Regions from separate parts of the Sus scrofa genome. Here region 1 is linked to region 2. A link is a contact called in public promoter capture Hi-C data. All regions are on one chromosome and are shown on one strand. The core of a region is the stretch at or near the end of the contact, and the rest is flanking DNA. Distances in the headings are between cores, read along the strand shown.

What was found. Promoter capture Hi-C pulls out the DNA fragments that hold promoters and counts their contacts.
Region 1: a contact with region 2 is called in a promoter capture Hi-C map of liver, with 5 times the contacts expected there. The contact joins the promoter of FPGT here to the promoter of ACADM in region 2. A contact is called at or near these places in 1 of 5 promoter capture datasets (liver) and 1 of 2 datasets of contacts at active chromatin or transcription factors (alveolar macrophages).

Annotation. Positions count from the first base shown.
Region 1 is chr6:138,945,369-138,952,449 of Sscrofa11.1, forward strand. It overlaps FPGT (fucose-1-phosphate guanylyltransferase), which reads right to left and starts at 4,972. Exons shown (of 4, transcript NM_001204852.1): 1 at 4,828-4,972; 2 at 3,297-3,464; 3 at 1,782-1,874. The coding sequence starts at 4,909. It overlaps LRRIQ3 (leucine-rich repeat and IQ domain-containing protein 3), which reads left to right and starts at 4,917. Exons shown (of 6, transcript XM_021096482.1): 1 at 4,917-5,231.
Region 2 is chr6:137,572,616-137,579,638 of Sscrofa11.1, forward strand. It overlaps ACADM (acyl-CoA dehydrogenase, C-4 to C-12 straight chain), which reads right to left and starts at 2,929. Exons shown (of 12, transcript NM_214039.1): 1 at 2,895-2,929. The coding sequence starts at 2,924.

The DNA.
Region 1 (7,081 bases), core at 3,722-6,221, 1.4 Mb after region 2:
AGTGGCTTGATGCAGGATCTCAGTTCCTAGGCCAGGGATCAAATCTGGGCCAAAGCACAACATTCTAATCACTAGACCACCAGGGAACTCCCCTTATGACTTCTTAATTCTTTGAAAAGTGTGCACTCTTAAGTACACTAAATAGCTTAATCACTTTTACAAAACTAAATACAGTGAGAGGCATAAGAGAGTCACACAACCATCGGTTCAAACTCTGGTTCAACATTTTTTATTTATCTTTGGATTTATTCTAAATCATCAAATGTAGAATGATACTCGATATTTTATGATAAACACTACATGTAAAAGTACTTACCATAGAATACACTGTTCAACCAACAAGAGCAAATACATTTTAATTTTCCAAATACTAACAAATAGTAAAATTTAGCATCGTAAGAGTAACCTATTTATAATTATAGTTGATCCCTGTAACAACATGGGTTTGAACTGTGCCAGTCCATTTAATATGAGGATTTTTTTTTCAGTAAATACTATGTACTACATGAGCTGAGGTTGGCTAAAACCCTGACATAGTGCTGGGTTCTCTGAAGGTTGAACTGCCTATACAGAAGACCAACTGTGATGATCAGGTCAGCACTCCTTACCCCTGTGTTATTCAAGGATCAATTGTATATATTTTCTGGTGTCTATCTTAATTTTTAGTAAATTGGTAATAATAATACTTATTCTGGAATAACACTGTAAATTTGAATCTTTTTTACTTTTTTAGTTATTCTTAATATCAGAACTTGGATGTTTTACCTGATATCAATTTTACAAAGAATCATTGTTCCATCTATGAATTCTAAGAAATGAAAAGTACCTTGGAAACCATGTGGACGAATGGTTCTAAAATATTGTCCCTATACCCAGTGTATACCATGTCCCTATACCATGACGAAGTTTCACCAGCCCCCAGTGCACAGAGGTTTTTCTCATGTAACCAAAATTTCCTACAATCGAATTTATCTGATTTAAACATTTTTTTTACTCTGAGATTATTTTGTTATTTTTTTATTTTTTTTTCTGCTTCATGGGGCTGCACCTGTGGCATATGGAAGTTCCCTGGCTAGGGGTTACATCAGAGCTACAGCTGCTGGCCACAACCACAGCAATCTGAACTGCATCTTCAACTTACACCACAGTTCGTGGCAAGGCCAGACCCTTTAACCCATTGAGAACAGGGATGGAACCCATATCCTCATGGATACTAGTCGGGTTTGATACCACTGAGACATGGCAGGAACTCCCAGAGATTATTTCTTTGCTACTTTTCTGCCCTCTTTTGTGTGTGATTGTGCTTCTTTTAAACTTTTGTCAACTCCATGATTTATCACCACCTTTTCTTTTTGTTTTTAAACTCTTATAAGGATTATGAACTTTGGCCACCAATAACTAGATAAAAATACGTAACAGAAGGCTTTGGCTAAAGTTTGCTCATCACAGCCTCTGCCCTACAGCAAGATTCCTTTGTAAAGCATTATCAAGAAATGTTCATATTTTGATGGGTTCTATCTTAAGAAAATAGTTTCATGATATCTGTGAAAAGCTGATGATATATGTGATCCACAATTGAAGGTTAAATTTTGTGAAAACTATTATGTGCTGACAATCTAAAAATAGCAATAAAAGCATAAAATATTTTTTTCAAAGTAGAGTTACTTGAAAGACAAAAGAAAAAAGAAAGAGGGAGAAGTATTTGTAAAGGAGAAAAAAGTGCTAAGATATCAAAAGTAAAAAACTAAAAGAAAACGTAAATTAGTAAAGTATAACATTACCAGAGTGAATTAATAGGATGGTAAAAGAATTCCACTGATCTCCATACAGCTTTTCCAAACATCGAAGGGCACAAAGTGTTGATCCTCCATTTCCTTAAAAATAAAGTTAAAAAGCACAATGTATGTCACCAAAACCTACGAAAACTTTCTTATTTCAGTAAGTTTAGGTGTTACAATTTTGAGGCTACAATTAACTAGACAGAGAGCAAAGAGACAGGCAAAAGAATCCAAGTAAATACACATTTCCTATCAACTAAATAAATAATTAGTGATGGAAACCAAAGATCAGATTTAGTAATAAAATTTGAGTTAAAAGTCTCTTTAAACTAGGAGTAGAAAGAAATGATATATTAGATAATCTGCAACACTAGAAGACTAAGTTTACACATTCACTTGGAGCAACAAATTGTAAAACCCATTAAAATAATTCTCTCAACTGATCAATTATATGCATTAGATTTACTATCTGAAAAGTGTCTTAGAACCTCTTTTCCAAAAAAAAAAAAAAAAAAAGTAACTTTCATGTATTAGTTACCTTGGGCAAGTTATTTAACATTTTGTGCCTCAAAGTCTCATCCAGGAGTTCCCATCGTGGCACAGTGGAAACAAATCTGACTAGGAACCATGAGGTTGTGGGTTTGATCCCTGGCCTAGCTCAGCGGACTAAGGATCTGATGTTGCTGTGAGCTGTGGTGTAGGTCAAAGATGTGGCTCAGATCCCACATTGCTGTAGCTGTGGTGTAGGCTGGCAGCTGCAGCTCTGATTGGACCCCTAGCCTGGGAACCTCCATATGCCATGAGTGCAGCTCTAAAAAGCAAAAAAAAAAAAAGTTCTCATCCAAATAATGGGATTCATGAAACTACTGATCACACAGTTGTGAGGATTAAAACATTTGTTAATTAGGACAATGCCAGTATCAGATACAGACATTCTACCTCTGGTGTTAAGGGACTTCACCTTTAAGTATCACACAGAAAATAGTCTCCAGAAATATAGCATGTACTTATTTTCAACGGAAGGTCTTTTGACGTTTGCCTTTTACAAAGTTGACACACTGGTTTTTTAAAAGTAAACATCTATAATATTTATTCCATTTAGACTGTGCTCTTTTGCATTCTACATTGTGGTCCCAAGAGGCCAAATATATATTTTTCCTGATTTGCTCTCTTCATCTAAATTTCTGAACAAAGCAACTGTGGAGTTGGAAGGACCTTAGGAGCCCTACTAATAAGGTCCAAAGGAATATTCACCATCTGAGCAAATTTTATTGTGACTAATAAAGTTCTCTCTCAATTAACACAGCATTTTGGAAGTTATTCATGTTTAGTCCATAATGTGTAAAGAGTTGCCATGCTTTTATCTTTTTCAAAAAATAGTGCATTAAAATTTTTAAAGTCTGTAAAGACTATGGACAGAAAGATACAAAGTTTATAAACTGTAAGCCAAAGGAAAGTTCTTCTTCAATGATTATTCTGCCCACAACTTATGACATAAATCTGACCATAAATGCATACCAATTTTGGCTCCAGCGGGATCAACAAAAACAAGATATTGAACTCCAAGGGGTAACTCCTTTTTTTTCAGCTTTTCTGACAGCTGTTGCTTATATGCAAGCTCCTGTTTTTCATCAGCTGCTGTTATTGCAACAATATCCCAGAATTCTCCAGCTGCCACAGGTTTGCCTATGTGGAAGAAGCAAGGAAATGGTAAATATTATCAGAATTCTCTAGCTGTTGCAGGTTTACCTATTTGGAAAGAGGGAGAAAAGAGGTAACAATCTCTCTGTAAATGTATCTTCTGCTTTTGAAATTAGGGAATAATGAGTGGCCACCTAATAAGATTCATAGTTCTGCTAAGAATTATTCACAAACTCTAGGGTTTTTGTTTTGTTTTTTTCTCCTTTAGATTACTTGCTCCTTTTACGGTCTTAGTGCCATTTTTTTAGATTTTCTGAAAGTTGTAATGTTTCTTGTCTAAGAGAAGTAGTTTAACTTGTCAAAGATGAACTCAATTCTTAAATAAAAAGAGGAAACAAAGGAATAAATGAATCTCAAGCTTTGAAAATCATTTTTCACAACAAGGACCACTTAATGTTTGTTGGCTGAGAAAGATTAAACCCAAGGATCCATTTCTACAATGCTGCTGTTTATAAATGTGGGTATTTTATTTTTTATTACCTTAAGATGAGTCATGCAAGTTTACAAAGGCTACTAGAGAATGACACCAAATTCTGGATAACAGAAAAGTTCCTAACTCCCTAATGAACACATTAAAAGACAGAATGAACTTTCGGTTGACAGTTGCAAGCTCTTCTTGATAAACGAGATGAATAAAGTTTTTTATTAGTTAACAAATAAGAACTTGTTAATCTGATGTTCCTAAACCTTTTACCATCATCAAGTATTATTTCCTCTATTTTTAAGGTAGTAACGTCAAGAAAAATATAACCAATTAGAAAGTTGTACAAGAAACAAGTGGTACAGTCTTAATTTTTTTTGCAACAAATTTACCCCTTTTAATTTTTAATTCTTAATTTCTCCATATTGTTTCATTTTTCACTTTGTAAGTGTTCACATTATGGAGCAAACTGGTTAAGTAGGTAGGGGGTGGAAGATAGTTACAATCAGATTTGTAAGGGTTAAAACACAATGTTTCCTGTCTTTTAGGTTTATTTAAAATAGCTTTTTGTTTTTAATGAACTAAACAAGTGAGTAACTTGGATTTATAACTTCACTAGTTAGAATATTGTTTTTCTTCTCCCTCCTCCCTTTTAAATACGCATATATACATATACACACATATACATATATACATATACACACATATATGTATATACGATTAGCATAAACATGAAGAAAGTAACATTAGGTATCACAGTGGTAGAAGTACAGTGATAGAAGAATAAAAATCTCAGTAGGAGGCTTAGCTAAGCCGGCACCAGCGCCCTAGGCCCGCAAAAGGAAGTGCTAGTCCAGCAAATATCCCAGCACGAAAAGCACCCTCCCTGTTCTTTGCCGAGGAGAGCTGGGGTTCCTTCTTTGGTACCTCTCAGCTCTGAAAATCTCCGCAACCTTCGCTGGGTGGCTTCTTGCAAAGATACGCCTAAAGGGGCACTTGCGGCTGCCATAGCTCACTCCCCGCAAAACTGCTGAAGACTTCCAGGTATCCCGCAGCCCAACACCGCACGCATGCGTCCTGGAACGTAACCGCGTCTTTGGTCCGGTTTCGCCTCTGTCCCGCCCCCTACGTGCGTCTCTCACGTAACCACGCCCCCGAAGCTCTCTGGCCTACCTGGGGAAAAAACAAGACCCGGCGAGCCCGAAGGTTTGCCTTGTTACCCTAGCAACGGTGTCTGGAACGGATAGATGGCCACCTAGCGATTTGTCCGAACTTGTGGGGTCTGGGCCGCTTGTTCCCAACTTTTAAGGCCTTGCAGCCCTGAAGACCCGGTGAGTGGTTCCGGCCGGGCGACGAAATTGCGAGAACTGATCCACTTAAGGAGAGGTCGAAATTACACCCCAGCTGCTAGCGTTCTCTCAAAAGAGATTCGTCCTTTGAAACGCTTGGTTTGTTTTAACCAGGAGCAGTTCCCAAGGACCTCTTGACAGTTAATTTCTGCCTCCTGGGTCGTCTTATGAAGTCATCTGCAGCAACCCCAGTTCCAGTTACACAGTCAGAACTTTTAAAATCTGTATTTCAGGAACCATAGCTTTGTGGCTTCTCTTCCCTTGCTGTTACTAAAGAGTAAGCCTCTCTACCTCTCTCAGTTTTAAGATCACTTAATAGGCTTTGAGAAGTTGTGTAAAATTTTGCAGTCAGGCCCTTATACTTTGTGAGATTTTGGTTGTTTCTCTGGCATCCTTTTGTATACAGAGGTTAATCTAGAACTTTCCATAGCATTTGGAGGAATAGTCAGCCCTATTGGATGTTTTTGGTAGCTATAAATAGGTACATTTCTTCTCTTGTAAAGCATCAAGTTTATGATGATTTTCACAGGTTATTCTAGTCATCTTTGCACATAAGAGAGCTATGAATCAGAGGATAGTGACATAGTCAAGGTTTCACAATTAGTAAGTAGTAGAGGGAAAATTTAAACAAGGTATTCCAAACTCAGAAATCATTCTCCCACACAATACAATTTAGCTTATTTGAAAAACTTGTCTTCATTAAAGTTTTCATTAGGAACATAGGCATTCAAGTCCTTAACAAGTTCTTACCATGAACTTAACTTAGTTTTTTCTTCTAAAGACTTTGGTATTTAATTCTGTACTTAGAAAGCATTTGAGGTAAAAGAGAGATTACTCTCATAGTTTTATTGTTTAAAAGCTTCTTTTTTGTTAATAAAACTTTAAAAAACCAAACATTATTAAGAACACTTGGAAAATATAGAAGAGGAGTGAAAAAAAGGGAAAGTATTAAGAGAAAAGGTGGGGGAGATGACAACAGCCTAAAGAAAGGATTTTTTTTTTCTCCTAATTGAAACAAAGCCATTGCAGGGTTTTTAGGTATCTTCCCTTGTGTTTGAAAGGAGCTCACAGAAATGTACAAATAGACTGTAGTGGAGGGCAGAGCAAGGATGGAAATAGGGAGAATGGATTGGAGGCTATAGCAGCTGCCAAATAGGTGAGAGTGGTGAAGCCTTGGCCAGGATGCTAACAGTGAGGGTGAGAAGTTGGTTAGAGTCTGGATATATGTCTGAAGGCATAATTAATACCATTTGCTAATGGAGTGGCTGTGGAATGTGAAGGAAAGAGAGGAGTTAAGGATAACTTTCTGAAGTATAGAGAGGCCATTAATTGAGATACGGAGAGAGGGACAGTTATTGAGTTAGTAGGGAGAGTCCAGAAATTTGGTTTGAGATGTGTTGAATAAACAGATGTACATGTATGCAGGGCATATGTAATGGGCGTTTGTTTGTATATGTGTTTGTTTGCATTATAGGGGAGCCTGGAGTTTGTGAGACAGGTCTGGGCTGGAGATCTAGTTTTAGGAATTGTCAGCATATGGAATTAATTTTTAAACTATGAAACTAGATGAGATCTTTAGGAAAGAATGGTCAGTAGAGCCTATAATCTTATGGGGTTGTACGTACTAATGAGCTAAAGTAAGTATTGAAAAAGGTAACAAATAAGAAAAACTTCAGGTAGTGCTAAGAACTGTGATGGACTAAAATAGGGTGATGTAATAGACTCTATCAGATTGTTAAAAGTATGCTGGAGCATTTCTTGGACCTGGGAAGGTTTACTGTAAAAATGGATGTTATTTTTTTTTTATATTATATTACATAAAATGTGCTGGG
Region 2 (7,023 bases), core at 1,679-4,178:
TACATTTATTAAAGTTATCAAACTGGAAACCATACTGGAACTTTTGAGTAATTGTTTAAGAACAGCCAAAATTACACAATTTACACTTCAAGTATTTTTGATGAAACTATTTCTAGGCAATTCTAGTAAGCTAGACATTGAAAGAAAAGAGAAACTCAACAATATACTAAAAGACCAAGGACTGAACTTGCTTATGTTTTTCAAAATCTGTGAAAAGAAACCATCCACTTTGACAGCTGTCTATCTGGCAACTTCAGCTTGTAAAGAGAATCACCTACATTTAATGTGACAATAATAGGAGTTCCCGTTGTGGTGCAGTGGTTAACAAATCCAACTAGGAACCATGAGGTTACGGGTTTGTTCCCTGCCCTTGCTCAGTGGGTTAACAATCCGGCGTTGCCGAGAGCTGTGGTGTGGGTTGCAGAGGCGGCTCTAATTCCTTGTTGCTGTGGCTCTGTTGTAGGCTGGTGGCTACAGCTCTGATTAGACCCCTAGCCTTTGAAATCTCCATGTGCCACGGGAGCGGCCCTAGAAAAGACAAAAAGACAAAATAAATAAATAAATAAAATAAAGGGACAACATAGGAGTTCCTGTTGCGGCACAGTGGAAACAAATCTAGGAACCATGAGGGTTTGATCCTTGGCCTCACTCAGTGGGTGAAAGGAATCAGGATTATTGCTCTGACATTTATATTAAGAGCTCATGCTATCAACCACTTTGCTGTATCAATCCTTCAATTTAGTATCCTAATTGGTTATTAGATTCTATAAAGAAAAAAAAAAATCCCAGGAAAAAGACCAAAAACTTGACTCTTCTAAATGTATGTTTAGATAGCACTGCATGAAAATTCTAAATTCACCAATACAGGTAAAATGGTGAGCTGAAAGACTTTAAATAAGGGATTATTACTGTATTTAAAATAATTTACAAAAAATTTCTATATGGTTTTTTTAGGAAAACATGTTACACTGAGTACAAAGGTTGCTAAAGCCAAGGGCAATTCCCAGAGACCTGCAATTAACTTCTTTTCAAACCTGGAAAATGGGGCCAATATTGGGTAATTAATGAGATGATCAGGGTTTTTTTTTTTTTTTTTTTTTTTTTGGCTTTTTAGGGCTGCACCCGAAGCATATGGAGGTTCCCAGGCTAGGGGTCTGATTGGAGATACACCTGCCGGCCTACACCACAGCCACAGCAATGCCAGATCCAAGCCAAGACTGCGACCTACACCACAGCTCATGGCAACGCCGGATCGTTAACCCACTGAGCAAGGCCAGGGATAAAACCAAAACCTCGTGGATTTGTTTCTGCTGAGCCACGACAGGGACTCCTAAAATCATTTTTTAAATCCCCCAATTTCTGCCTGGAGTTCTCATTGTGGCTCTGTGGTAACAAAGCTGACTAGAATCCATGAGGACTAAGGTATGATCTCTGGCCTCATTCAGTGGGTTAAAGGATCCTACCTGGTGTAGGGTGCAGATATGGCTCAGATCCCTAGCTGCTGTGGCTGTGGCATAGGCCTGCAGCTACAGTTCCAACTTCTCCTAGCCTAGGAACTCTCATATGCCTTGGGTGTGGCCCTAAAAAAAAAAAAAAAAAAAAAAATTCCCCCAATTTCTGCTGTCAGAGCCCATTAACGTATACAGCAATGACAAATACTGGACAACAGGCATTAGAATTATTCTAAACTCTAAAACTGCTACTATTTTGGTCGAGGACATAACTTTCTTAATTAAAATGAAGTTTAAGTGGCAGTCTTATGTGACTATATCAATAATATTTAAGACAGCAAAATATACCTAGTAACTCAAACAATTTAAAGTCTGTGAGGGAGTTCCCATTGTAGCTCAGTGGTAATGAACCCCACCAGTATCCATGAGCAAAGGACAAGAGCTCAAACCCTGGCCTTTGCTCAGTGGGTTATTGATCTGACGATTCTGTGAGCTGTAGTGAAGACACAGCTGGGATCCAGTGTTGCAGCTCTAATTCAACCCCAGCCTAGGAACTTCCATATGCCTCCGGGTAAATGAAGCCAACCCCCCCCCCCCCAAAAAAAAACAGGAGACAACACTAGGATATACAAAAAGCTTTAAGAAAAATTCTGCTGTAGGATTTTCTTTTAAAAAAAATTGTTTTTTGGCTGCTCCTGCTGCACAAAGAGGGCCAGGCATCAACCTTCCCCTCAGTAGTGACAACACTGAATCCTTAACTCACTAGGCTACCAGGGAACTCCATCCCCCCTTTTTGTAAAGGCACACAATGTGGAAGCGTTCCTCTCCTTCTTACAAAACCAAGTGTTATTAACCATATTAAATATCCTGAAGGGCAGCTGCTCCATTTTCCTTTTCCCCGTGACTTGGCAGACACCCAAGATTCAAGTTCATCTGAGTTGTGCACTTTCCAGTATACATCAATTGCAGAATGAAATTTATGACTTCCGTCCTAGGCTGGAGATAGCCGGTAGAGAATTTTCTCCGAGATACTACTCTAGTTCGGCAAAAACTGGGTGTAATTCTGTAATTCCCCGCCCAATTCGGAGATAGATGTACTTCGGTGTAGGATGGGAAATCTTTGGAAGGATCTCAGCCCAGAGAAAGAAAAAGGATATTCTGAAAAGTGGACGCCGCCTACATAGAGAGCAGGTGCCGAGGGGATAGAGTTAAGAGCGAAAACCCCAGAAGTATTCAGTCCCACAATGAGAGGAAGGGTGGGCGCGAAAGCCAGGCGAGGGCCTGTAATCCCAGCCGCTGCCCGGGATTGGGTAAGGAGAGCCAAGGCGCCCCGGAAGCAGAATCTCCCCCCACCCCGACCGCACCTATTTTCGGTCCAGGTCCCCCTCACCAAACATCGCAACCTCCATTCCCCACCCCGCCGAGCCCTGCCCTTCCTCTCACCCTGCAGCTTCGCCTAAACATCGCTGCCATGCCGCCAACCGGTCCGGTGACTCAATCTCTAAACCACCCTCTGGGTCAAGACCGCTTAAATTTGGTCGCATGACTCACCGGGCCCCGCCCACCCGCACCGAGCTCTGGGGCGGGAGGGGGCGGGGCCTGCGAAGAGAGTCTTTGAAAGGGACGTGGAAGACGGAACCCGCTGAGTGTGCGGGATTTAGCTGAACGCTCACTCTTGGCCTCGCCTACGCCGTGCGCGCCATCTTGGGAAGGGGTCTGGCGCGCTTCTGGGGCCTGACTCTTCCGCAGAGGTGGTTCCTGAAGAGGCCCCGCTTCCCACTAGGCCTTTGAGTTCAGACTACCCGCCCTCTTGGGGAGAAGCGGAGGCTGCCAGCGGTGCGGAGATGGAACCGCGAGGGGGAGGAAGCGGCGGAGGCGAGGATTAAGAGGGGGCCGGTAGGCTGGCGAAGAATCTGGGTCAAAGGGCAGTGACCAGGATCCTGGCGCAAAGACAGCCCCCGGGCTTTCGAACTTGACTTTTTTTTACTCTCTGACCCACCCAGATCGCTTCTGCTTTAAGGAGCCAAAAGTTCACATTGCTGGACTCAAGGCGAAGACTGTTCTGTGCTTAAAATTTAAACAGTGGGAATCTGAATCACTTAAGTAAATTTGATTTTACAAATAGCCCTAGGGCTGTCTATTACTGTTTACGTGTGTGGGTGTGGAGAAAGGTTTTGGAAACAAGGGTGTAAGATGAAGCCTTATCTAAAAGCTCCTAGCTTAGCGAGTTGGAAATAAATGCTTGAAGAATTCTATTTAAAGTCGCTCTCCCAGTTAGAGATAACTGTGATGTTACAAAGCCAGGGGATTTGTAAAGGTGATGTTACAAAGCCAGGGGATTTGTAAAGGTGTCCAGGCTTGGATGTCTGTTTGTGAAAACTAATGGAAGCCAAGTGTAAATGAAGAGTATTAACGTTTTCCAGAATTCCCAGAACTTTTTATTTTTATTGCTTCCATCCTAATTTAGGCTCTCATCCCTCCCCCCTAAATCTTGTTACTAACAACTCTTGACTAGTAAAGACTGTCTCAAAATAAATCTAAGACAGGTGTTCACTTTCTATATGCTGTTATTGTACCCCTCTACCAGAACCTTACACTTTGTCTTCCGGAAATATATGATGTATTTATTTGGACCGGGACAAGGCAGACTGTTAAATGCTAAATTAAAAGTACCGGAGAGGAGCTCCCTTTGTGGCACAGCGGAAATGAATCTGACTGGTATCCATGAGGATGTATATTCAATCCCAGGCCTCGCTCCGTGGGTGGGAGATCCTGCTGTGCTGTGAGTTGTAGTGTGGGTCAAAGACCAAGCTCGGATCCCACGTGACTGTGGCATAGCCTGGCAGTTGTAGTGCTGATTTGACCCCTAGCCTGGGACCTTCCTTATGCTGCCTAGGTGCAATCCTTGAAAAAAAAAAAAAAAACGTACCAGAAAAACTTGGAAAAGGGATAAGTCAGTTTGTCCTGGACTCTACAAGAAAAGCCCTCAAAGAGGTAGGTAAAGCATAAAATGGACTGTTTGAAATGGATTGGATTTGGCTATGCATGTCTTCTTTTTTTCCAGTTTCTTATTCTGAACGTTTTAAGCACAGAAAAAATGAACAGAAACTACAAAGTCACACATATGCCCATCACTAAACTGAACTTGTTTATGTTTTTCAAAATCTGTGAAAAGAAACCATCCACTTTGACAGCTGTCTATCTGGCAACTTCAGCTTGTAAAGAGAATCACCTACATTTAATGTGACAATAATAGGAGTTCCCGTCGTGGTGCAGTGGTTGACGAATCCGAGTAGGAACCATGAGGTTGCGGGTTCGATCCCTGCCCTTGCTCAGTGGGTTAACGATCCGGCGTTGCCGTCAGCTGTGGTATAGGTTGCAGACGCGGCTCGGATCTTGCATTGCTGTGGCTCCGGTGTAGGCCGGTGGCTACAGCTCCGATTGGACCCCTAGCCTGGGAACCTCCATGTGCCATGGGAGCGGCCCAAGAAATAGCAAAAAGACAAAAAAAAAAAAAAAAATGAATGTGGGTGTCCAGTTGTTACAGTGTCACTCATTGCATATCTAATCTAAAGGAAAAGTGTTTGCAATTTTCAAAATTTGAATCTATGATACCTGATATTATTTGAAAACTCTTCTGGAACCTATTGTTTGGTGACTTAATTGAAGATCTTTTCCTTTTTGTAAAATACCTTTTTAATTTTTAGTTTTTTCCTCAAAACTTTCTAACCTAATTTCCATGACAAATAATTACTCATTTATTATCTCTACATATAATTTTTTTTTTTTTTTTTTTTTTTTTGTATTTTTGAGGCTGTACCTGAGGCATATGGAGGTTCCCATGCTAGGGGTGGAATTATAGCTACAACTGCCAGCCTGCACCACAGCCACAGGAATGTGGGACATGAGCTGTGCCTGCACCTTATACCACAGCCCATGGCAATGCCAGATCCCAGACCCACTGAGCGAGGCCAGGAATGGAAGTGGGTTCATGGATTCTAGTCCAATTTGTTTCTGCTGCAGCACAACTGGAACTCCCTCTACTGGTTCTTAAATCCTCATCTTGGTTGATGATCCTGAGTTTTATTTGGCAGTGTGTAACAGGTACCTGGCCCCCGCACTTGAAAGGTACTTGGAGTGAGGGCTGGTTGAAAGATACCAGCAAAATACCCAACCAGTCTAACAGTATTGAGGGGTGGTGTGGTGGAAAGATACCAGGTTTTGCTGAGCTGAAGGAGACTGAGTGTTTTGGCTGAGTCATTAGTTAAGAGGCTGATGTGATGCTTTTCCTCAGGGCAGCTGCCTTAATAGAATTTGTCGGGATGAAAGTGAAGGTATTAGATGAGAGTTTTTGCCCTGAAGAAAAGAGACAAAACTCCTCTAGGAAGGTTTTAAATTTCTCAGGCAACTGAGAAATGTACAGGAGTGGTGGAGGCAGAATCCTCATACTGTGCAGTGGTCCCATAGGGAAACCCACTTATTGATTAAAGACTTGCTCATCCAGGGATCGTGCATAAGAATTGGCAATTCAGTGATCTAAGCTGTCTTAGACCACTGAAGGGAGAAAATTTTCTCTTTCCTTCTAGATACTTCTGGTTGGTCTAACAATTACATTGGCATGAGACAGATTTAACAGGAGAAAATGAAATAAAACCAAACATGTACCCATGGGAGAAACCCATGAGGCACTCTCCAAAATGGCTTCACCTTGAATACCATCCCCAGCTCGAGACAAAAGAGGATGTTGAGTTCGGGGAGAGTCAGTTACCAGGAAAAGCATGGTAAACCAGGAAGATTGTGATGCAGAGGAAAAATCCTTGCCTTTTCCATTGAGAAAAGTTTCTAGAGATTTGCTCATCCTCCTCTTCCAGGTACTGAGAGGCAGACAACCTTACAAATAGAGAGTTAAATGTTTCTCACAAAAGGGCAGTTCCTACTTGGTTTTCAGGTCCTTTCCTCATCTGCTGTTTCTCAGAAAATAGCCAACTTAAAACAATTCATATGCCAAAGAGACATAGTTTATGGTGGCAAATTCTGCTCCTCTGTAATCTCTTTCAGAAAATATTATCGCTGTAGCCCACACTGATCTTCTCTACTCATAAATGATTGTGTAACCAATCTAGTGCGCTATGGGGCTCCTAGGCATACAAACCTTCTATGTCCTCCATTTCTTGTTTTTAGGGAATAAGCCTCAGACTCCATGACGTTCCCTGAATTCCAAAGGGTAGTTGCTAATTGGGGAAGGAATGAGAGGCTGAGACCAGGGAGGAGCAGTCAAGAGGCAATACTGCAGACTTGGGGCAGGGTCCCAATTCTTCCTCAAGGAATATAGATAACAATATCTCTGAGCCTTTCAGTAGAACTAAAACCCCCAAATAAATCAAAGAACTACTTGAAACATTCTTCATTCGTCATTCTTGGATGAAGGGGGACCACCAGAAGCAGTTCTGGGGCCACAGCTTTGAGAAACAATGCAAGCTTGCCTCTACCCTGATCCTTATCTACAGTCCTGATCCTTATTCTGCTCCCCAAATTATAAAACCATCTCGTAACTCTTTAAGGGGGCGCAGTC